Regions from separate parts of the Xenopus tropicalis genome. Here region 2 is linked to region 1. Evidence: chromatin contacts called from public Hi-C data. All regions are on one chromosome and are shown on one strand. Each heading gives the region's core, a stretch centred on a gene start, on an enhancer-like site or on the middle of the called end of the contact. The rest is flanking DNA. Distances are from core to core; before and after follow the strand shown. Region 1 has its middle 18 kb from the start of ddit4. Region 2 holds the start of anapc16 (anaphase promoting complex subunit 16).

The links. Hi-C and Micro-C count contacts between places; a contact is called where the count stands out from the background.
Region 2: a Hi-C map of neurula embryo shows a contact between it and region 1, with 2.3 times the contacts expected there. The contact joins the promoter of anapc16 here to the enhancer-like site in region 1. A contact is called at or near these places in 5 of 5 Hi-C or Micro-C datasets (brain, gastrula embryo, liver and 2 more).

Annotation. Positions count from the first base shown.
Region 1 is chr7:40,974,988-40,982,841 of UCB_Xtro_10.0, reverse strand. No RefSeq gene overlaps it. Among named protein-coding and RNA genes, the nearest start is that of ddit4, 18 kb to the left of the region's middle. Within about 2 kb of position 3,676, at least 3 of the 11 cell types and tissues checked have an H3K27ac peak or open chromatin away from gene starts, as enhancers often do. A contact at or near this core is called in liver and neurula embryo, where this site is marked.
Region 2 is chr7:41,059,038-41,066,891 of UCB_Xtro_10.0, reverse strand. It overlaps anapc16 (anaphase promoting complex subunit 16), which reads left to right and starts at 3,026. Exons shown (of 5, transcript NM_001004873.1): 1 at 3,026-3,110; 2 at 5,219-5,361; 3 at 6,660-6,812. The coding sequence starts at 6,671. ascc1 (activating signal cointegrator 1 complex subunit 1) reads right to left here and starts at 2,786. Exons shown (of 10, transcript NM_001102901.1): 1 at 2,716-2,786.

The DNA.
Region 1 (7,854 bases), core at 2,427-4,926:
CAAATGTACTTATTCACAATTGTGCTTCTAACACGCTCAAGTGAATGCACATGGCGCAAGGGACCTCTGGAATTACCGCCAGGCCTGGACTGGGATTTAAAATAGGCCCTGGCATTTCAAGTACACAGAGGCCCAAATAGCCCCCACTAACCCACTATAATCTGACTGTCCATGGCAACTTACACATCAGCACCTCTGGCATTTGTCCACAGATTGCCAGTCGGGGCCTAATTATTGCAAGCCTGAACATGAGTTGGATGAATAGCTGCAACTGTCTTACTCCAAGCTAATTGGATGCTAAAGTAAATATGCTAGCATAGAAAAGCCGGCCCACTGCCTTCCACAAAGGACGGATTTTGGAGTAAAAACACTAAAGTTTTGCCCTATTTTACATGATATTAAGTGATAGTAAGCGTTGCAGTTTGGACAGGTACTCAGGATTTGGCCAAATCCAAATCCTGCAATAAAAAAAAATCAGAATCTGGTATTTATTCATATTTAAAACCATATATGCATACATAGATTGTTAGTTACTGCTGATCAACTAAAAAAATAAGCCTGCACGTTCCAAACCTGAGTGCGGAAATGGTTGGATGAATGGTATTTGCTTACATGTAATTATGAATCATCACGTGGGTAATGTGGGAGTCGTGCGCTGCGTGTATCTGAGTGTGTGGAACCAGCCGGCAGGGAAAGAGACATTGGTTAACTGTTTCATAATTTTATTTGTCACCTGTTTTTTAACCTGTGCAATATACATGTACACAGTTGGATTTTACATTTTTCCATTTCAGTTTAAATACTCTATGGTTATTTCACATATTTAAAACTCTATTTATCTTGAAAAACGATGATATATGATATATATATATACATATATTTGTTTAAATAGTTGTTGTGGTTATATATTCAACCATATCCGCGGGGAGGGGGGGGTAAAACTACAAACTATTCTATCAATAGCAGATGTGTGACATGCCGATCTGAATACTTCTGTATCATGCAGATTAATAACAGCCCTCAGTTTCTTGAGAGTGGGGAGAGGTATAAACTGAGCCCTTGTACGTGCAGTTAGTCCTAGGTGCAGAGAAAGCTGTCACAGACACACTCAGTATATTAAGAGTGTGGTGCTTCAGGGTTTCTAGGCAAACAACATAGCAGAGAAGTCATTGCAAGTCATATGGACCAACTCGTAAACAAGGTGAAAAGGATTTCTGCAGTGGCTGAATTTAACCTTTTCACTAATGGTATTCTGTAGAACAATATCCTTTTTTATGTTGGCTTGTCAGTCAGCAAGACAATAACCCCTAGGCAATCTCTTTGCAGTTGATTCTCTTTTAAACTGTTCTACTTGTCTACTGTTCTATTTTTTTCATCATTTTATAAATGTTTGGGTTCAAGATTAGTTATTAGAGAAATCTCTTTTACATGCCAAGACACAAACTACAGCTCAAGTGGGTCCTATTAGGTGGTCAGGAATAAGTTATATTAAGGCTTTGAGTCATGGTACATGGGCATGTTTATTTCCTATATAAGTAGCAACAGTCAAAACTTCTGTTAATTGTTGTGGGTCATATCCTGTTGATAGTGGGAAGAGTGGTCAGTAGCTCCTCACTGCACTTACATTGCTGGTGCAGGGGACTCTTGGAACTTCCTATTGATGCCAATGAGAACTGGCAAAATGTATATTTAGCAGCTTCTGATCAGGCTTAAAACAAATTATGGCATTAGCCAACCCTAGTCAGACTGCAGCTAATAAAGGGCTTATTAAATTTAGATAATGGAAAATCACCAATAAAAAAATATGTTGCTGACTGCAAATTCTAGCAACTGGATCTATGAAATCTGGTCTTATGCGCAAACATCATGTAGGCTTTACACAAAGTATTATGCAAATATTTGTTTTAATTCAGTATTGTGGATTTCAAGTACACCGTTTTATAATCTGAAATGTACTTGTTACATAATGTTCTTGTCATATGCTCCCTTTCAAACTGAAATTCCTAAAAACAGTATTTATAGCATAAAGCATAAACAGATACATACAGCATAAACACATACATACAGACAGCATACAGCATACACATTAGAACTCAGCTGGTGGGCTATGATCAGATAATACTGGTCTCTACATCTAAAAGGGCAACTAAAGGCAACTGCCCACTCTGTTAGAGTCTATTTGAACTTCTTATTCAACTGGTTTAGCAATCTGTACGCATGCAGTACATTTTTAGACTTTATGGGCTAAACTTATAGTCAAGCTATACCCAAAATATCATTTTTTGCCTAATAAAAGAAAACATAATCACAGAGGTGGGCCAAGCCGGCAGGGTCACCTTGCTCCCATCTCTGCTTCCCAGACCCCCCCCCCCGATTGAATGAACGCATACATGCGCGTCATTGAGGGAGAGCAATCAGGAACTCAGCAGCGGGGGTAAGAGATCCCGGACTAGGGGTTGGCAACACAGGTACCTGTTGTGCCCTAGGCAATTTAAATACCATTACAAATGTTGAATGAATGTATATTGCAAAGTTGCTTAGAATTATATTGTCTTTTATTAGTCAAAAAATAATTTTTGGGTTAACATGTCCTTTAATATACCATTAACAAGGGTACGCACATTTAAAAACATTGGACAACACGGTCTGATTCAAGCAATAGCCATGTGGGCCTAAAAGCTGGATAAGTTCACACCTCATGTATACCTACACAGCACTTATCTGTTCTTTCAGGCTGATAACCCACCTTGTGCTACCAGCAGAAAACATTTGGAAAGACCTACTGCAGTCAGATAGGAAGATGGCCAAGGTATGCATTCAACAACTTTTAGGACTTTTGGTTCAGTTAAATGGTTGCTACCCTTCCGGTTTTGAACTGAATAACCCGGTTTTTCAAGGGGCTGTCCTGTTTAAAGCTTTCTGTCCGGATTTCATCATTCTGAAAACCAGCACAGTTCCACCTAATTGAGTCTGATGCATTAACCCTGTCCTTATGATATAGCTCCACCCCATAATGACATAGCCCCACCCCTGACATCATCAACACCATCTATTTGGGGTGCATTTCTGCTGCTGATGTCTATGACGAATCCCTCATCATGGTTATCACCACCAGGACACCTCCACTGGTGGTTTCCCAGTGAAAAGTACTCATCTTAAAAAAGAAAAAGAGGAATTCCATATTCTCTCACTATCGGAAATGATTTCAGAGAGCCATAACCCCCACAGACAAGAATACAATCACTGCAAATTTCACCCAAGGACGTTGACTATTTTGCAATAATATTTCCCATATGTCAGAGGAAGCACAGTTCCATCAGAAGTATCTGTCAGTGGTTTAAAGATGTGGTTTTCCCCAGATTGCTGAGATTAAAAGCACAATGCGCCACTATCATGAGTGATTGTAAGTGATTTCTTAGTGGGCTGATCTGTCGCTGATCTGTGTGCGCACTAGCTAACTTCTATAAATAAATGCTTGAGAAATTTTTCATAACAAAGGGTAGGTGCTTATCCAGGGATACAAATGAGTCCGAGGTGTCAGGAGATCAGAGCATAATCTTAAACATAAGAATAAGGTCTAAGCACTGAGTCCTGCAGACCTGTATTAAACAGAATTCACTGGACATAAGAACACCATAGCCTGCGATTCCACCTTTTGTTTTGCTGCAGTGTTGTGCCTTGGGGCACATTAAGGTGAATTAGATGTGGGGATCTGCATAAAGTACTCTTATCTGTACAGATCTTAACCACAAGCAGAATCCCCAGACAAGCTTTTCATGCTACTCTGGATAAATGGCCTAAGCAAAAGCTTCATTCATTTTTACTGCAGTTACAAAGATATTTGTATCACATATCTGGGGTCTTGTATATTTGTATGAACATACATTTGTATGAATATATTGTAAAAGATATGCTGGCAGGAATATACTTCAACCCTGATCCACATGTATGTAACTGTGGAAAAGGAAAATTAGACCATTGTGAATGACTAGTCTCTCTATGCAGCCTTAATATAAATGATAATAATAATGAACCCCTGCTTCTAGTAGTCCTTAACAACTTTGCTTTCAGAAATAATTTGTTTTGATTGCTAACCTATTATATGTAATACTGCATATATAAACAGTCACATTATGAATGGTTTTTATATCAATATTCGGAAGGAAGAAGAGGGTGGACTATGGACTTACCATAAGTAAAACACTGGAGTATTAAGCACTTGTGCCTTGCCGATAGCTAGTGTAAACTTTGTTCTATCCCTTGTGATGGATTAAACATTGCCTTCACCCCTGTGATAAATAAGTCATATCTATGTCTGAAAGTTAGAGGCAAATATTTAATACTCAGGGATCTCCCATCTGGTAAGACACCAGGGTTTGGTCACTCACCAAAAGAACTGGAGATACTTGTAAGGGCCCTCATAAGGACCCTTATGAATTTTGGTGTAGCTGACAATATTATTTCTAAACTAATTACATCTTTTTCTCAAGGTGTTTTGTTATAAATGTACCAACTGTGTTCAGTTTGCAGTTGGCCCAGTTGCAACACAAAACCTTGAGCTTCTTACAACAACAATGGTTGGAAATGTATAAATATGTAGTGCTGGGTTCCGTAGGATTGACATTAGCAAACTTATTCACCCTGGTATTGCAGAATTTTCTAGACAAAGGCTATGTGGAATGCCTGCTTCTGTTACAAGGTATAATAATGCAGCCAAAAAGTGATTTTGAATTTGTTACATGTAAATGATGTAAGAAGTATGTCTTGGTCAGGGGTTATACTAATCAAGTAGTTTGCTGGGATAGACCATGGTTGTATTTATGCCCAGTGCTGCCCTAGGCACTGGCCTTCCACTTCCCTGATGGGCATATGTGCAAACAATCCTTTGAGTTACAGGAGGGAGAGGTGTACCCCCTCAGCTCGGATGCCATATTTAGCCACAAATGTCTGGCAGCAGCTGGGGGGAATATTAAAAGCATCTACTTTCCTATTTATAGATACCCTGTATAGAAATATGGCCATGGATTAGACCTGGATTAAATAGAGAGTGCAACGTTCTAGAACTAGGTTATTCTTGCGACTGTGAGTCTTGGCCCACCTCTTAGTAAAGGTTAAGGGGTCCAACTTTGTGATTAGAAAATATGAATTGTTATATTTTGCCACTAGTTAAGTGTCCCTTCTTGTCATCTTCTGTTGTATAGTCACATCCAAAAATATTAGCAATGAAAAATAATATGATTTGTAAGAACATTCGCTTTTCCTAATATGTCTATTAAATTATTTTGCATATAGGAGTAATTTATTTATCCCTATTATTACCATATGGTTGTAAAAGGTTAAAGGGGTTGTAGATATCATTTAATGCTAGTTTATTAAAAATACAAGTTTGCCATATTTGGGGGAAATATTTTTTATATGAAGTAAAATCCACTTTAAAGGACAACTAAACCCATAAAAATCAATATATCTAGAAATGCCATATTTTATACACTGAGTTTAGTGAACCAGCCTTAAAAGGGTGGTTTACCTTTAAGTTAACTTTTAGTATGTTATTGAATGGATGGCCAGTACTAAGCAACTTTTCAGTTGGTCTTCATTATTTATTATTTTGGAATTTTTTGCTTTGTCAAAAAGGTGGACAACCCCTTTACGGTTCGGTATCTCTATAGTAGTAATGATCCAGGTATTTAAAGTTATGCACAGGAGCTCCCCATTTTGGATTTTGTTAGGAGTGTCAGTGACACTCACATGGTCAGTGAGCTCTGGGAGCTGTTGATAAGCTAAGCTTAGGGGTAATAGCAAATTATCAAGCAGAAAATGTAGTTCGCCTGTCGTATAAGGCTGATTATAAAATTATAATGCTTACTGCACTTGTCTCAAATGAGAATCTGAATTAATTACTAATCAGATTTATATTGTTATATTTATATTCTGTATATACAGTATATTGTAAATCAGTCTCTAAGCTCAGTAAGTGACAGCAGCACAGAGCATGGGCAGTGTATGAGCAGAAAAGAAGATGGGGGGCTACTAGGGCATCTTTGGAGGCACAGATCTGCTCTGCTAAGCGACTGTGGTTGCCTAAGGGCCCAAACATACTGTAATGTACAACATTTCTGCCATTCTACTTTGTTAAGCTTTAGTTCTCCTTTAAAGACTTTTTCTCAACCAAGAGAGAAAAAGTGAGAAAGGAAATATAAGAGAAATGAGGGCTTGTTCCCTTTTGCTGCTATGTACAGTTCTAACATGTTGTTCTAAGTGCAAACCACAGTTCTTCCGGATTAACTATATCTGAAGCAGCTGGGACCAAAGAAAATCAATTGCTGCTTTTAAGGTTATGTCTAGTTCATCTGAAATCTTTCAGGCCTGCATGCCAAGGCATTTCCAAAAGAGTTCAGCAAAAAATTGGCAAATTTAACAATTCCAACAGATATGGGTGATTATTGGCTGGGGCAACAATCCACTAAAGAGAAAATGTTCTGGTGTTCTGCCTAGTGTTGCAAGAAAGGTGTCAGATAGAGAATATGAAATATAAAGAGAGATTTATCATATGGTCTTAGAATTTAAACATTAGCCTTCCCTTTTTGTTATACAATATTTACTGGCAGGTGAAAGTTGCCACCTAAGGACAAAGGACCTCATTTGCCAGAGTTGGACTGGCCCACCGGGACACCAGTGAAAATCCCTGGACCTAGCGGGCCCTACTGTGGCAGGCTTAAGGTGGTCACACACGTGGCGATTTCCGATCTTTTGTGTACGAAAAGATCGTACAATCGCCCACTAAGCGTTCAGGGCTGAAACGGCAGATAAGGAGATAGAAACAATAGGATTTCTACCTCCTTCTGCCGATTCAGCCTCGAAGGCAGATTTTGATCAGGCGCCTTCTATGGCGCCCGATCAAAATCTTTTAACCTGGCCGATCGGCGAGTCCACCGATATCAGCAGCTTCCTGCAATATTGGTCGACTCGCCGACTTTCCATACACGCACCGAATACCGTACGAAACGAGGTTTCGTGCAATATTATCGGTGCGTGTATGGCCAGCTTTAGGCCTCTTGGGTTTTTGTGGCCCCTGATACTGTCCACCCTCCAAACACTGACCGATTGCCTATGGCCACAAATTGTCAAGACCACAGGTAGATTTGAGAGCAGAAGTGAGCTATTGGTGTAGAGATGTGCCTACAAGATTCCACTCTGCAAGCCTCCGAAAACAAACTTTACTATGCACAAAAGCTGCTCTCTACTGTAATTAGACATTATACAAAAGCTTTTAGCATTGAACCTCCTGACCAATTGAGGAACAGTATCTGTGCACAGAGAAGTTTGTTAGTCTTGGATATGGGGAGAAAATAGAGCAGAGGCAGAAGCAGACACACAAATGGAGTCTATTCTAAACACAGACACAGCTTTCTGGTAAGATGCTCTTCTTTTGCGCTACATAGGAATGTGCTTAACTAGGCGCCATGCGCAGAGGAAGTGACCTCATGCGCATACATATACGTGTTATCACTTACGCAGCCTAGGGGCAAAATAAGGTCCAGTGCCAAGTGTGGCACCAGATCAAAATACAGCACTGCCCCAGAACAGTACAAAGCTTCATCATGTTCTATGTAAGTGCTTGGTCCCACACTGTGAAAACTATGGCAGGAGGTTTTGTTTCTGTTTGCAAGCAGCCACATTACATTGTTATTTGTTGCTCATACTTTTTATGAGTAATATTTAATTTAATATTTACTTACTGTATATCTCGTCATTCTAATATTCCTAAAACAAAGGCAATTAATTAGAAAGCAACTTATCTGCCACATTCATATACACCAGCAGAATATTTAAGTATAGATCCTACTGGTGTGT
Region 2 (7,854 bases), core at 1,777-4,276, 85 kb before region 1:
TTAAAATTGGCACATCCTATAAAAATGTGACTTTTATTTTCAACACATTACATATATATATGTATAAATGAAATTACACCAGTGGCGGATTTACCAAATAGGCAATCTAGGCAATTGAGGGCTCATGCCTAGGGCAGAAGTTTTAGTGGGATGTGCTTGGGAAAAAACAACTTCCCCCAACCTGCAAACAGATACTTGGAAATAAATCCAATGACAGAGTTGTGGTGGGGTTGGTAGCAGACTCTGCTGCAATTGGCACAAGCAAGAATGCTAGATGGAATTTGCATATGCATTAAACTATGATATAAGAGGGGTGGAATGAGGTCCGGTGCCTAGGGCAGCACTGTAGCACTGTATACAGTTTGTATTTCACAGAGATGAGGAAAGGAAATGGTTGTTGGGAATGTGAGAAATATGGAAAGAACACTGGAAGTATCATGGGAGAAGCTGGTCATACACTTCATCTCTTCATCCATGTTTTATTGTCATAGAACATCACAGTCAATTTAATTTAGTTCTTTTTTTTTTCATTGGTAAACAGAAATAGACTTATAACACAGATTAAAAAAAAAATAGCTGATTGCATATGTATACATCCCTTTCATATTTAGCAGATGCTCATTTGGTAGCTATCCCAGCCTGGAGTGGAAAAGGTCCTTTACCTTTGCACATCAAGACACTGCCATTTTTCCCCAGTTCTTGTTTGCAAATCTGCCCAAGCTCATTCAGGTTGCATGGGTATAGCGAGTTAGCAGCATTTTTCAAGTCTGGATTGAGATCTGGACACTGACCCTGCCATTTCATGACATAATCTATTCGTGTGTAGTTTGTGTTTTATGCTCGGGGTCTTGCTAAAACAAATCTTCACCCAGGGCTCGGGTTTATTGCAAACTGCATCTGGTTTTCCTCCAGAATATCTTTAGGCTAATGCCACACGTGCCGTTTTTACGTTGCGTATTTTCTAATTCTCTCAGCGGCTGAAAAACGCCCAATATCATCATCCATAGAAATAACTTGAAAAGACTCGAGGCAAACCACACAATGCATAAATACTCTAGAAAACGCCTTAGCACAGATTTTTCAAGCGTTGGCTGAAATACGCCAGTATTTGCAAAGCAAGCTATTCCTATGTATACACAAAGGCAGCTGCCAGACCTAGCGGAAATATGCGGCATTTTTTACTATTTCGCACTATTAGCACCATGGAAACGGGATTTGCTACGTCACCAGTACTAGGCTGAAAAACGCCATAGTCAAGGGCTGTGTGGCTTGTGCTGCGTTTTTAAAGTGAGAAAAAACGCAGCGTAAAAACGCCACGTGTGGCATCAGCCTTACTTTGCTGCACTTGTTCTAACCTCTACCTTTACGAGCTTTATATAAATGCTTACACAAACATGGCACTTAGACTCCTAAGACCATAACAGCTTCCTCCAGCAGACTTCAAAGTTTCCCATGTACCTTGTTGCAAACACTGGGAAATACATGATGTAAATTTTAACAGTGACTTTATTTTTGCCACACTCCTATAAAACAACTTCTTGCATGGTCACTGACTTTCTTCCTATATTTGTTAATGACTGATTTAATTTGAAGTGTTATTTTTTTCTCCATGTTGTATGTTATTATATAACGTGCAACAGTGAGGATTCCGGTGTCTCACATTAAAAGGGCTATTTTTTAATTGCAATTAAGTTAAATTACTTTGTTTTCACGTTGACCTTAACTAGTCTATTTCAGTTGATCAGTGTAATAAAACAATATAAAATCCACTGTGATTCAATGTTGTATGACAAGAAAACTCCCAAGTGGGTACATAGTTTCTATAGGCACTGTATCTATCTTGCAAATCAGAAAATTGTTGGACAAAATCCTGTTGGACAACGACAGAACTGGCATCCTGATGAGGCCCTTCTAGAAGAGGTCTTTATAGGTGTGCATTACGATACAAACATTGGCTTAGGAACTGAGTGGGTGGCAAAAACCCACCTGTCTGATGAGCGTGTGTCCAGAGAAACAGAAAAACAGATCTTTGATAGATCTTTGAGAGTATGTCCAGAGAAACAGAAAAAGGAGGACAAAGAAAAAATGTAAAAAGAAATGCAACAGGTAGAGCAGACAAAAACTTACAGAAATAAGCAGATATGGGTCATTCAGATTGTAGTAAACTTATTATTATAATCTTTTATTTTGTTAGTATTGCACATATTGCCCTGAACTTCCCAAACATTAGTTAGCAATACATGCTAATTATAGCAGTGCAGTGATGTTGGGCTGTTATGTCACAAATCGCATATCAGTAACTTGATTTTTTGTTTAAATAACTTTTTTACTATAACATGCCACAAACCACATGACAATTGGTGTGATTTTTTTTATTACTACTGTATAATATAGGGGGCGAAGCAGTTCAGCTAAAAACCTTGTAAAAGTTCATACATAGGCACTTCATACATAGTCAAACTGTGGCACCCAGCACTCTGTACATATCACACTGCAGCTCTACCTACCAAAGTACCTACCAGTACCTACCAAAGTACCTACCAGTACCTACCACAGTACCTACCAGTACCTACCAAAGTACCTACCAGTACCTACCAAAGTACCTACCAGTACCTACCAGTACCTACCAAAGTACCTACCAAAGTACCTACCAGTACCTACCAGTACCTACCAAAGCAAATTATAGACCCCCCTCCCTCCCCCTGCAGCCCTCACCTCTTTTAAACCCTTTCTTGAGTAGAACTGCGCCTTTCAGCCATTTAAACCTTGCGCCACCACAATTCTACAATCAGATCCCCGGCTCCTTCCGGATGTGCAGCAGCAGCAGCAGCAGAGCCTTTCCGAGGCAGGCATGTCACGTGACGTAATGACGCTTGGGAGGCCCTATAGCAGGCAGTCAGGCTGGCTGGCAGTCAGGGGAGTCTGACACATTGCTCGTGTGACGTCACTCCCACACACGGTCACGTGGCTGTGACATCCGGGCTGCTTATTAGTGGAGCTGCTGCGGCCTGTCCAGAGAAGGGAACAGGAAACCGGAAAGTGGGATTGTGGTGGCGCAGGGTTTAAATGGCAGAGAGGTGCAGTACAACACGAGAAAGGGATTGCTAGAGGTGAGGCTGCAGGAGTGCGGCAAGGGGATCGCAACAGTGATTCTCGGAAATGTAGTTCTGTACAGGAACCTGCATGTTGGGGGAGCAGAGTCTGATCTATAGGGCTGCTGGGAGATGTCAGGTGTTATATACAGGGCCCCTGGGGGAGCGCAGGATGATATGTACACAGCTGGTGAATAACTGTAGGCCCTCTTTCAAGGGCCACTCATGCAAGGGCCCTGCAGGATTATGTATACAAGGCCACTGGGGGAGTGCAGGGTACTGATATGTAAAGGGCCATTGGGGGACACAGGGAGCTGATATGTACAGGGCCATTGGGGGAGCACAAAGTGGTGATACATACAAATCCACTGGGGGGACGACGCAGGGTGCTGATATGTACAGAGCCACTGGGGGAGGGCAAGGTGCTCATATGTACTGGGCTGCAGGGGGACACAGGGTGCGGAAATGTACAGGGCCATTGGGGGAGCACAAGGTGCTCATATATACAGAGCCACTGGGGGAGCACAAGGTTCTGATAAGTACAGGGCCACTGGAGGAGCACAAGGTGCTCATATATACAGAGCCACTGGGGGGCACAAGGTTCTGATAAGTACAGGGCCACTGGGGGAGCACAAGGTGCTCATATATACAGAGCCACTGGGGGGCACAAGGTGCTGATAAGTACAGGGCCACTGGGGGAGCACAAGGTGCTCATATATACAGAGCCACTGGGGGGCACAAGGTGCTGATAAGTACAGGGCCACTGGGGGAGCACAAGGTGCTCATATATACAGAGCCACTGGGGGGCACAAGGTGCTGATAAGTACAGGGCCACTGGGGGAGCACAAGGTGCTCATATATACAGAGCCACTGGGGGGCACAAGGTGCTGATAAGTACAGGGCCACTGGGGGAGCACAAGGTGCTCATATATACAGAGCCACTGGGGGGTACAAGGTTCTGATAAGTACAGGGCCACTGAGGGAGCACAAGGTGCTCATATTTACAGAGCCACTGGGGGGCACAAGGTGCTGATAAGTACAGGGCCACTGGGGGAGCACAAGGTGCTCATATATACAGAGCCACTGGGGGAGCACAAGGTGCTGATAAGTACAGGGCCACTGGGGGAGCACAAGGTGCTCATATATACAGAGCCACTGGGGGGCACAAGGTGCTGATAAGTACAGGGCCACTGGGGGAGCACAAGGTGCTCATATATACAGAGCCACTGGGGGGCACAAGGTGCTGATAAGTACAGGGCCACTGGGGGAGCACAAGGTGCTCATATATACAGAGCCACTGGGGGGTACAAGGTTCTGATAAGTACAGGGCCACTGAGGGAGCACAAGGTGCTCATATTTACAGAGCCACTGGGGGGCACAAGGTGCTGATAAGTACAGGGCCACTGGGGGAGCACAAGGTGCTCATATATACAGAGCCACTGGGGGAGCACAAGGTTCTGATAAGTACAGGGCCACTGGGGGAGCACAAGGTGCTCATATATACAGAGCCACTGGGGGGCACAAGGTTCTGATAAGTACAGGGCCCCTGGGGGAGTGCAAAGTGCTGATATGTACAGGGCCAGTAGGGAAAGGGCAGGGTAATATGTGCAGCATCACCAGGGGAGTACAGGTAAATAAAGTGGCACTGGGGGAGCGCAGGGTTATATGTAATAGAAATATTTAAGCTAGTATTTTTGTGCTGAGATTTGCTTGTTACTGCCCCATGTGCATCAACCAGGGTGCTATGCACTTACTACCATCAAGAGCAGTGAGAGACTGGCACTTTAAACACCATAGTGGAAGTGGCGGTTGAAAACACCCCATGTGTCATGAGTCTATAGGAGAGAGATGAAAGTAAAAACGGGGAGATGAAGGATATCTGCAGTACTTTGGGGGCACAGTGTTATATGTGTAGTGTTTTTGTGGGGGTGCATTTGATCTGTTCAGAGCTGCCTGGGTGGGGACAGAAGTATTATATGCAAGGCTCTTCTAGGGGAGCACGATGTGATCTGTTCAGGTCTGAATTTTATCAGCCATTTTAAGTTTCCAGACTATTAACAAATTATTACATCATTTTTTTTTTGCTTGGGAAGAGGTTGCCTAAGTAATTTTTTTGTTTAATATAGCTCTGTCACCTTCCTCGCTTAGCCAAGCCGTTGCCTTTTGTCAGGGCACAAACCAAACATGTCCACTGTGCGTAACTCCTTAATTACGTTGACAAGGGCAACACCCGGAAGTGTTCGCGAGAGTGGGGTGCCAGGAGCTGGAGGTGAGTTGCTTTACAGATTCATGTGAGAAGCAGATTAATCCTTTTGTATGGCAGGTTGTGAATATTAGTCTTGGAGACTTACTTTAATGTGGTTTAATACTCCTACCATATCATTGTACAGTCTCACATTTTTCAAAGCTGAGGTTCACAAAGTGTTGTATTTTCATGTTGTATATACATCTGAAGAGACCCCACAATAATGCATCTGTAAGTATGTTAGTGCCGGACACTTAACATTGGACTTAAGGGATATGTTTGCCTTAAAAATTAATGTACAATTATTAAGGGTGCTCTTTTAAGGAATTTTGCAGCTATGAAACTGTTTTTGAACTGCTTATATATTGAATTTTGTAACACAGTGCCACCTGCTGTCCAGTTCTTCTAACTGTACAGTCGGGGTGAACAAGTTCAAAAAGAAAACAGAACTCTTCTGATGTTGCTCTGATTAGGAAAGATATAAGAAAGGTTATGTCAGGTTTCTGATCACTTTCCTGAGCATCAGAACAGAATTGTTTTCTTCTAAACATGTTCTCCCTGACTGTACAGTCAGAGAAACTGACCAGCAGGTTGCGCTGTTAAAAAATTCATCATGGCTTTAGGCTTTTTTATAATTCAGTTACCTCACACACTCTTTAGGAAGACACCAGTTGACGGCTAGCAATAGCAGATTGTTTTTGATCAGGAAAACAGAATTATTATATTTTAAAATGCCCCTGAATTCATTTGCATTGTAAAGTAAATTGCTGCATACATCAATCATACAAGAAAACAACCAATACAAAAGTTGCTTTCTGACAAGCATCTTGTGTGTGTGATGTTCGTTTTTTTAATTATCTATTTCCTGAAGGTCATCATTGGTGATCTTTTGTTTTTGGTAGGGGTGTGAGGTTATATAACAATTTTATTGGACCTATTAATAAACACTCCCAAATGTGTAAAATACCCCACAAAGTATAAAATTCAGATACAAAATTAATATTTGTAATGGATGTGGCTCATTGTTCGAGGGCAGTATAACCCCTTGGTTAACATGAGTTTAATGAGCAGGACTAGTGCTGAATATACATTTTGCCTATTGCATTAACCTGGGTTTTGTTTTTTCTTGAGCTAAGCAGGGCAAACTAAGGAACTGGAGCTACTCCATGTTTCTAACTTCCTGGTTCTTGGGCTGTAGATCTAAGAGCCAGGGCACACAGAGCACAAAACTCCAAAGTTACCCTGTGTCCCATTGCTTAGAACAAAATGGCAACTGTCTCGCACAAAATTATATAATTGTATTCTTCTTTATCTGTTTAAAGATTTTAGCAGAATGGCTGCCTCCTCTTCATCCTCTTCAGCTGGTGGAGTAAGTGGGAGTTCTGTTACTGGATCTGGATTTAGCGTTTCAGATTTAGCTCCTCCAAGGAAAGCGCTGTTCACTTGCCCAAAAGCAGCTGGAGAAATGTTAGAAGGTAAAAGCTACAACTCTGAAAAATCTTAGAGTAGCTCTCTGGGAATGGTTGTGTCTAGCAATGTATACATAGGTGCCAGGGAAGTGCTGACCCCATATGTAATAAAAGGCACAAGTTTGCCCATAGCAACCCATATGATTTTTGCTTTTAAAAAGGTGAGTAAATCCTACCTGGTTGCTATAGGTGACTTGGTGCAAACTTTCCGCCTTTTATTACTTAACCACAGTAATGTTTCAGAGCCGGTTTATGCTGGGTGCAGCAACTCTGCTGCAGAAAAGTTGTGCCAACTTTCCTATGAAAATCATTTAACTCCAGTGATGAATTTTGTTGCCATTTTGGTGTGGCTCTTAATGTAATTTAGAATAGTTACACCCTTTTGAAAAAAGGATCGTTTTGTGATTGCTGCAGTAGGTCCACACAGGATGCTTTATCGTCATTCTGTTTTTCTACACATAATAGAGAAACAAAATGGTTGTGGTTTGCAGTATTATGTATTCTGGTAGCCCACTTGTTGTTCTTAACCACCATACTGTAGGTGGGCATATAATTTCATCTAAATGCACTCACCCAATATTACAAATATATATGGTGCATTCCTTGCTTAGTCTACAGTCTGCTGCAGTCCAAACCAAGTGTTTTTGGCTATTATTAGGGCAATGGCAGAAGGAGCAGTTTTACATCGTATGAAATCCCCTTCACCTGCAAAAGTGATGGCCAATGTACTCTTACGCCTGCAAGTGCGTTTACAAGAAATTTGTCTAAAAATCATTGGGGTGGGGGGTTGATTCCAGGTTCCAGTCTAGTGAACTTTCTAAAGAAGCACCACATCTTTCCTGTCTCCCAGGCAGCCCTTGCAGTAAATTAGACAAGGGCAAATTAAAGGGGCAGATTTATTCAAATGTAAGGTTAGTGCTCAACACAGAAAAATGTAACCACTTTCTATTCATCTGGAATTTTAGATGTGTATTTATCAATGGGTGAAAGGCATTGATATGCTTTTAAAAATCCCATAGGAATGAATAGAAAGTGGCTAAATTTTTCT